Linked DNA regions of Gossypium hirsutum: regions 2 and 3 are each linked to region 1. The links are chromatin contacts, called in public Hi-C maps. All regions are on one chromosome and are shown on one strand. The core of a region is the stretch at or near the end of the contact, and the rest is flanking DNA. Distances in the headings are between cores, read along the strand shown.

What was found. Hi-C and Micro-C count contacts between places; a contact is called where the count stands out from the background.
Region 2: a Hi-C map of leaf shows a contact between it and region 1, with 1.8 times the contacts expected there. The contact joins the enhancer-like site here to the promoter of LOC107962871 in region 1. A contact is called at or near these places in 6 of 34 Hi-C or Micro-C datasets (callus, leaf and seedling).
Region 3: a contact with region 1 is called in a Hi-C map of leaf, with 1.5 times the contacts expected there. The contact joins the promoter of LOC121230650 here to the promoter of LOC107962871 in region 1. A contact is called at or near these places in 7 of 34 Hi-C or Micro-C datasets (callus, hypocotyl and leaf).

The regions. Positions count from the first base shown.
Region 1 is chrA06:31,338,086-31,341,015 of Gossypium_hirsutum_v2.1, reverse strand. It overlaps LOC107962871 (probable serine/threonine-protein kinase SIS8), which reads left to right and starts at 1,467. Exons shown (of 13, transcript XM_041115744.1): 1 at 1,467-2,030. The coding sequence starts at 1,650.
Region 2 is chrA06:31,570,330-31,573,259 of Gossypium_hirsutum_v2.1, reverse strand. No RefSeq gene overlaps it. Among protein-coding and RNA genes, the nearest start is that of LOC107963580, 49 kb to the left of the region's middle. Within about 2 kb of position 1,394, at least 3 of the 9 cell types and tissues checked have an H3K27ac peak or open chromatin away from gene starts, as enhancers often do. A contact at or near this core is called in leaf, where this site is marked.
Region 3 is chrA06:31,514,474-31,517,403 of Gossypium_hirsutum_v2.1, reverse strand. It overlaps LOC121230650 (putative GATA transcription factor 22), which reads left to right and starts at 1,502. Exons shown (of 3, transcript XM_041115746.1): 1 at 1,502-1,879; 2 at 2,031-2,426. The coding sequence starts at 1,787.

The sequences.
Region 1 (2,930 bases), core at 218-2,717:
AACTATCGTTAAAGAGGTAATAAAGTTTAACGGTAAAGTGACCACTTTATAACAAAACGATAACGTAAGTGATTAAAACATAACATTTCAAACATAAGTGATTAAAATATAATATGAGATAAACAAAAGTGACTATTTTATAATTTACCCTTAAATCAAATATCATAGTTGGATACATGTGTGTTTGAATTCGAATTAATTAAAGAATTTATATATTCCAATCCATTAAATATTCTCAAGAGTGAATTTGTTATTTACACTGTATCTGTTGCGAATAGTAATTAGAATATCTAAATTTACTTGTATTAGATATTAGGATAAACTTCATTACAGGACACACAATTATGCTTAAGTTTCTTTTGTAGTCACTTAACTTTTAAAACTTTCAAAATAATAATTCAACTAATTAAATTTACTTATTTTAGTCTATTTTTATTAAGTTTGTGATAGAAGCAAACGGGTTAAATTGAAAAAAAATGCAATTGATTGGTCTCTAAAGTTTTTTGTTCTCATATTTGACTTAATTAATTTAGTAACTTTGAAAATAAAATTTGTATTATTTAAAAACATTAAAATTTATATACTGTTGTAATAATAATAATAATAATAATAATAATAATTTATAGCGCCACCCCTAAACGTAACCTAAAACAAAAATATGGGACCAAGCGTGGAGACACATGCCATTTTGTTTCCAAACTTGTTCTTCAAGTGAAGTCGCAATATTTACAAAGAACAGGTTCCTTCTTAGAAACTTCTCAAACTCTCAAACCATAACTTCAACTTGGGTTTTTAAAATATATATTTGTTATTTTGGGTTGGCTAAGCCATCAACCGTTCATAGGTCAAAGGGTTGTTTATCGTAATAATTCTTCAACTTTCCTTTCACAAATAAATAAATAGATCATGTATGTAATTGATAGGTTGCACGAACGGATTGTTTCGCAAGTAATATATATATATATATGCTTTTCACTTCTCAATTAAATATAGGTATTTCATTTATTGTACATGTGGTATCATTGTTATTTTATTAGTACTAATCTTATATTTTAGTTTAAATATGGATATGTTATATTTTAATTGTAAATAATAATATTTAAAAATTTAGTCAACAATCTCTTGATTTGGTAGTCCCAAGAATATTATGTTATAAATATACGAATTTAGATTTAATCCCAGATAATTTCAATTTCTTTCTTCAATATATTTTAATCAACAATAAATTATATAAAAAAATAATTATTTTATGGGTGAGGATTTCAAGCTTTACATTTAGAATTGAAAGAGCAAGACATAAAAAATGGAGGGGAAAAGGTTATGTATAAATAGTACTATCAAGGGAAGAAGAAGTAGAATTAATTGATTAATTAATTATTAAATTTGAGAGTGTGTGTGTTGGAGGGAATGGGTGAGCGGTTAATTTAAAAGTCTTTTCAATTACGGGTAGCTTAGCGGAGAAGAGTGCGCAGCTTAAGCGAGTATGCTTTTAAACCAGTGGGCGTAGGTTAAGTCTGCAGATGGAATAATAGAAATAGAATAAGAAATTAAAAAAAAATAAAAACAATAACAAATTTTCAAAAAAGGAAAAAGAAAAAGAAATTTATAAAAGAAACGGAGAACGGGAAAAAAGTCGCCGTTGATGATCGATGCCGAAAATGAAGCATTTATTAAGGAAACTCCATATCGGCGGCGGTTTAAATGAGCACCAACGGTTGACGGAGACGCAGCCCGTGGTCAGCTCAAGTCCGAGTACGAATTCAACGGGACAAGAAACGGCGTCTTCCTTTTCTTCTTCTTCGGCGTCTTCTGTTGGTTCAGGTACATTGGGGAGAATTGGGGCCGTTGAATCGGCCGGGGGAGATCGGACGGCTGGTGACGAGGTGGATTTTAATTTATTGGAAGAAGAGTTTCAGATGCAGTTGGCTTTGGCGATCAGTGCCTCGGATCCCGAGACGGCTCATATCGACGCTGCTAAAAGATTTAGCGGAGCCGGCACTTTCGTGGAGTTACTCTCGCTTCGTTATTGGGTAATATATTCTTTCTTACTTTATATATTTAAAAACTTTATTATATCTTTCAGTTTTAGGTTATCGAAATTGCATTTCTTGTTTGAATTGGTTATGATATCTAAACGTGTTATATAATTTATGATTTTTTTTTCTTATGACATTTGTTTTCTTTTATTCATAAATTCTGATTGCATTTCATGTTTCCTTCTTATACAAATTGCTACTATGTTTATTTATTTATTTATTTGATTCCATTTTCATTTTCATTTGCATTTTAAACACGAGGAGTCCTCAACTGCGGATCACTTTTCCAGAATTCCTCTTTCCGGTAGTAATTTTGGATATCCTTAGCTTTCCACGTCATTTTCATTAGTCATTGATTGATTCTGATAAAAAAAAAACTTGTTAAAGCTTTCTTTTTTATTGTTTCTTTTGACAGATGCTTTTGGTTTGCATGTCGAAGCTCAATTAATCTTTCTACTTCTATTAATTGAAGTTTTGCTAAATGTAGCATGGTACATCCTTTCTGGTTTTTTATTGATTTTTCTCTGATAATTGCTCATCGTTCTACTACTTGAAGATTTGCCGCTCACTAGCCTGCTACGGGTTGTGTCTCTATTATATGAAAATTTCCTTTATCTTATAGGCATGGCGGTTTGGGTTTTTTAATCTCTGCTATATAATGCCAGAGTCCTTTTTAAATATAGCTAATTGGTAAGCCTTTTTCCTTATGGTTTATTGCTATAAAGTAACTTTACATGTATGTTTCTTGTTCTATTAGCAGGGAGCATTAATTTTACCTTTCCTGTTAATACAATTATTTTTTTTTTCGTTCAATTATTAAGGTAGAATGTTTTTTAGTAACTGCGGATATGGATATGAATACTTGTATGAATACTACTTGATGTTAGCTTTTAC
Region 2 (2,930 bases), core at 145-2,644, 230 kb before region 1:
TGGGTGTCAATGGAAATTGAGGAGTCCCATCAGTGGAATTTGGCGTACAGTGAGAGCCCTTGGACTGTAGGGATGTGGTGTCCTTGGGAAGGGTGACATTAATTTAACCCTTTTTATTAGATTGTCACATGAGATACAACTCATACAAGTAGTTTATCTTTAGGGTTTAGATATTTAAATCTGTCCTTACTTTTCATGTATCTCCTTTAAATTATATAAGGGTTGGTTAGAGATGAGTATGGAGCGGGTGAGGTGGGAATTGTTCCCTTCACTTTTTATGTCATGCTTGCATAGCTGTTTAAAACACATATTGGTTATATCCATAACAACTTCAATTTTTTCTACATTACTTCACCCTTCTTTTACTAATGCTATTTTGATTTAATATTGTTAAAACATAATATAAAAATAAAATATATTCATAATCTTTTGAGTTATAATTTTGTTTAATCTCTTTGAGAATGCTCCCAAGTTCTTGTAAGACCAAGATGAACTATAGAGCGACGAAGCTTGTCCGCTGGTTAATCCCAAAGAAAAGCAAGTGAATAAATCTAATAAAGGTAAATGAGAAAAGAGAGCCCTTTTGAGGGGAAATAGAGGTGTACATGGCTAGGCTACTCGGCCCTGCCCGAAGGCCCCGCTTAAAAAATGAGAGGGTTCGGATAAAAATATAAGCCCGAAATATAATTTTGGGTAAAAAATGAGGCCCATTTAGAAAACGGGCTGGGCTTCGGGTAAAATTTTTTTATCTAGGCCCGACCCGGTCCGAATTATATACTAAATATATATTTTTTTATTTTTTATTTTTAATTATATTTACATTTTATTTTCAATTTTAATATAATCACTTTTTATTATATTTTTAATTTGTGTATTGTTTTAAGAATTGTTTTAGTCTTATTTTTTATTTGTTTCTTGTTTTAATATTTTTTTTTATGTTTTTAAATGTGTTTGATTTATTATATTTTAAAATTTTTTATTTAATGAAATAAGTTAAAAAAATTTAATATGGACCGGACAGGACTCAGACTTAATAATTTTATTTCGAATCGATCTTGAATAAATTTTTAGGTCCATACTTCAGGCAGGGCTTGGCCCGAGTCTAAAATTTTATATAGGCCTGACCATGCATACCTCGAAATTAACGTCGATAAGATAAAGGTGGACTGGTATGCAACCACCTCCATTTACATTGCCGAATTTGTAGAGTTTTTGGTGCCCGAGGTCCATGGTGGTCCCTTAGGTTAAGGACCATGACCCAGTTTCCACTACCCCTTCGGTTCAGTGGTTTAGGGTTTCTACCGCTCCACTTACCCCTTGTAATCATTATGGTGCTCTAATGCGGACGACCGTATGTAACTTCAGGATACCAAAGGGCTTCTAGGCCCTGTTTGAGCTGTTTCTCCCTTTTTATCTTTTTATTTGGATTGTGTTGGTCTTGGGCTATGCCTTGAACTGGGTTCGTATGTGTCGTGGCTTAACTATGCCTTGCACTGGGCTTTAATGTAACTGTTTCCTATGTTCAGGAGACATTCGGATAAAGGGATTCATGTTACATCTTTAACGTAACTCCCTCTCCTGTTTCTACTTGGGACATATGCCTAGTTGTCTACGGCCTCGAGCCTTTTCTGGAAATTGAGACCTCTCTTATCCATTGTATCACTGTGTTTTGACTCTATGGAATACATTTTTGATAAAAAAAATTGGTTTAATATGTAATTTGGTTTCTGAGTTTAATATTTTTTTATTATAGTATTTGTATTATTTTTTCATCTATACTTATTTTTTATAAAAATTATACATTTTGGTACTTGAAAGTATCAATGTTAATTTTTTAGTGTTTAATTTAAATTTTAAAGTTGATTTGATGAAAATTCATAATTATCTAATAATATAGTAATTAATATTCATAAAATCAATCTTAAAATCCAAATTAAACTACATTGTATTTGACAAATCAAACACAAAATTAAAAAATCACAATTAACATTTAATTATTCTATTAACAAAATCATAAAAGAAAAACCAAACCTAATAAAATTAGTAATTAATTTCCATCAACTCAACTCTAAAACTTGAATTAAGCACTAAAAAGTTAACATTGTTACTTTTAGGTACCAAAATTGTAATTTCTGTCAAATACAAGTACTAGATTGGACCAAAAAACTAATATAAGTATCACATTATAAAAAATGTCAAATTCAAGTACCAAATCATATATTAAACAAAAAAAAAGGTCAATAATTTATATTAGATTACGGTATACTCACAATGTGAGTGGAAAAAATTATGTAAAAACTATATTTATTAAAAAATTATATTAAATTTAAATGAACCCTTAGTTGAAATAGTAAAATTAAAAATATTAATATTAGAATGTCATTGGTTCAAATTTCACTAAATGTGGGTTTTTGATTTTATACAAAAATATACTTAAAAATAACCTCATAACAATAAAATTTATTTTGTAAAAATAAGGACTTTTAATTTTTTCTATATATTTGATTAATTCATAACATTAACTCAATTAAAAACTTAAATAATAATAAAAACAAAACTTATTAAACCATTATATTAATTGTATTGCGAATTAAATTGACCCTAAAGATATTACTATTTGATAATTGAAATTGTATTTGCTAGTGCACATCAAGTAATAAAGTGGCATAAAGAGATCAGATCAAATTTTAAGTTGCTAAGTACTATAAATTTACTATCTAATCCATATCAACAAAGTAAATTTTAGTTACTACTATAAATATTTTGCTAAACTAAGACACTGAAATCTTTTGAGTTTCTCAATTAATTTATGCACTTTGAATTTTACCCAACACATTTATATGTGATTTAATTCTTTAATTTACGTAATTGCTAATATTAGAATTAGACATTTTAACTAGACCTTTCTAATATCTAGCTAAGATAATCTC
Region 3 (2,930 bases), core at 253-2,752, 180 kb before region 1:
TTTGGACACTAAATGCTAGCTTGGAATGAATGTGAAGCACATTTAAAACACACGACCAAATTTTAAATACTTGTGTACCTAAGGCATGGACAACTTAGATTAAACGTGTCAAATAAATAAACCCTATTAAATTTTAGTGATATTGTATTTCTTAACACGTTAGGTCCAACTGTTCATGTTGTAGATGTACACATATTTAAAATCTGATCTCCATATTTTAGATATGCTCCACGTCATGTTTGAATTGACATTTAATAGAAAAATGGATCGCTTGGTTGATGGAATAACCTAATTAATTTGATATTGATACTTTAATGACCAATTTAGAATTTGAAATACAATTTGAGGGTGTTTGGTGAATTAACCTTAAAATAAATGGGAAGAGGTGAGGAAAATGATGTAGTTGATCAATTTGGCACAAAGGGTATGTGGGGGACCAAAAAAGGGGGCAGGCGGCAGCATCAGCCAAGGAAGCAATATTGTCTCTAAGCCTGCACCAAGCATTTGATGGCTTTTGGGCAATACTTTGAGCAAAACATATATGCCAACTCTCCCATGCAAAATCTTCAACCCCATCTCTTCATATCTGCAATGAAATATCCTCTCCCTCTCACATATATTCCTTCCTAAATCTTCCAAAAACTGCATTTATTTGTAGATATATAACTCTCATCTACTATTGTATAAAAAAAAAAAACTCTCCCCTACTACACTATAATATATATAAATATGAGCATGCATATATATCAATAAAGAAACAACTATCATAATAATAATAATAATAAAGAAACAAATATGGTGGTGATCTTTGTTTATGAATTGTAGGTATCTTTTCTCTTTTCACTGGTAAATGGTAATCTGTTATTTGCAGAGCCCGATATCCCATACACATGCATTTATAGCCCTTTTTTTTTTCTTGACTTTTCATACGGACTTGGATTTAGGAAAAAGAAAAGCAAATAATATTAAGACTTATGGTGATGAATTAAAGGTGGGGTTGTTTTAAAAAATAATTGAAAGTATTTTGATGAAGAATTTTCAGAATTTGTAACTATTATTTTAAACAACTTTTTCTTTCAAAATTTCATAACTTATAAATTACATATGATGCTATTTTGAGAATTTGACCTGACTTAAACGTATTCCAGACTTTCTCAGTTCACTACTTTGAGACTTGATGGAGGTACTGAATACCTAGTGAAGAAAAGTTTGGAAGACATTAATGAGTTTTTGAGCAATAACATTGTAGACCCCTTTCATTATACAGTAGGGGAAAACAAACTTTTTTTTTTTAAATTATAATAATGCTATAAAATAATTTAATTTTATACATTTGTCTGATTGTTTACTATCATGTTAAACTAACCAGAATTAATGATGAAACTAAGATTTATATATTAAAGTATATCACAAATTGAATAAGGACTAATTATAGGATTTTACCATTTTCGAAATATTTTTGAAGGGGCAAAAAGACTGCAGATAGTGTATATGTTTTGTCATAAGACTGGGCATTAGGGTTTGAGTAGTTGCAATCCAACCGCCCCCTCCCACCCTTTTAAGTTTGTCATAGTTTTTATCTTGTTTTGTTTGGGTGAGATGAAGTCACGTGAATGCCTGTGTGGCCTCTTCTTGCCTTTTAATTCCTTCACAATTCCTTTATAAAAACCCCTTCAACTCCATTAATTAGGACCCTTTGCCCTTATCCCATTTCCTTAGCCTAATTCTCTGATTTTTATTTTTTTTAATATCTTCTCTCTCTCGCTCTCTCTTTTATCTCTTGGCAATGACACCAGCATTTCTTAACCCACCACCATCTCCTAATTTCCCCTTTGTGGAGCTAAAAGAAGAACCCCATCATCTTCAGCTTTTTCTCTCTGTAAGAACCCTAATTCTCTTCAATATTCATTGATGTTGAATTTCTTGTGATCCAAACATAGTGAAATCATATACATACATGTATCTTATGTGGATGTAAAACCTTTTTAATTTTTCATCTTTTATCTCTTTGATTATTCTATTTATTTTAGGTGAATAAGTATGAAGGTGGATCATCAGCAAGCGACCAACAAGCCAGTTCATCATCTTCATCTTCATCACTTCAATCAACGGTGGAAGATCAGAAGGCAACCAACGCCCAAAATTCATCCTTTGGAAGAAACGAGGAAAGGAATTACGAAAGCAGTGCAGAGGATAATAAAAATGGGATAACAGTGAAATGGATGTCATCCAAAATGAGGCTAATGAAGAAGATGATGAACTCCAACTCCAACTGCAGTAGCAGTAGCAGTAGCAGTAGGGGATCAACAGATCACAAGTTTCAATATCCGGTGACTGGTAATGGTGAAGCCAACGCCATTAGAGTCTGCTCCGACTGTAACACCACCACGACACCGCTTTGGAGAAGTGGCCCTCGAGGTCCCAAAGTAAGTTCACCATTTAGTCTATATGCTCAAATTCTTTACTATACTAAATTTGAGGATTTAGTCCATAATTTTGTTTTGGGAAGGGCACAGATGGGGATCAAATTCAAAATTGGTATCAATCGAGCATAAGTCTATTGCTACTCTACCTGTGGCTTAGCTAGGGGTAAAAGTGAATTTTTTTTTTTTTAAAGTTCAGTTGAAGTTAAAAGTTAATTTTATTATTATATTAATTTATAATTTTAAGGATTAAAAAATAATTTTATTAAATTCGTCCCTAAGTTTGTTCCACTGATTTGTGAACTTTAATTCAGCATAATTCTAAGGTAATATTATGCATTAGTTTAAATCATTCACATTGTTAAAAAAAATTATTTTTTTAAAAGAAAAATTCAGAATTTCCTATGTTATTTAAAATGCAAAATTATAATTAACAAAGTAATTTTTTTGTTATATTTATCATATAACTCAATCACATTATTTTTTTTCCTTTTTAAATTTGGAATA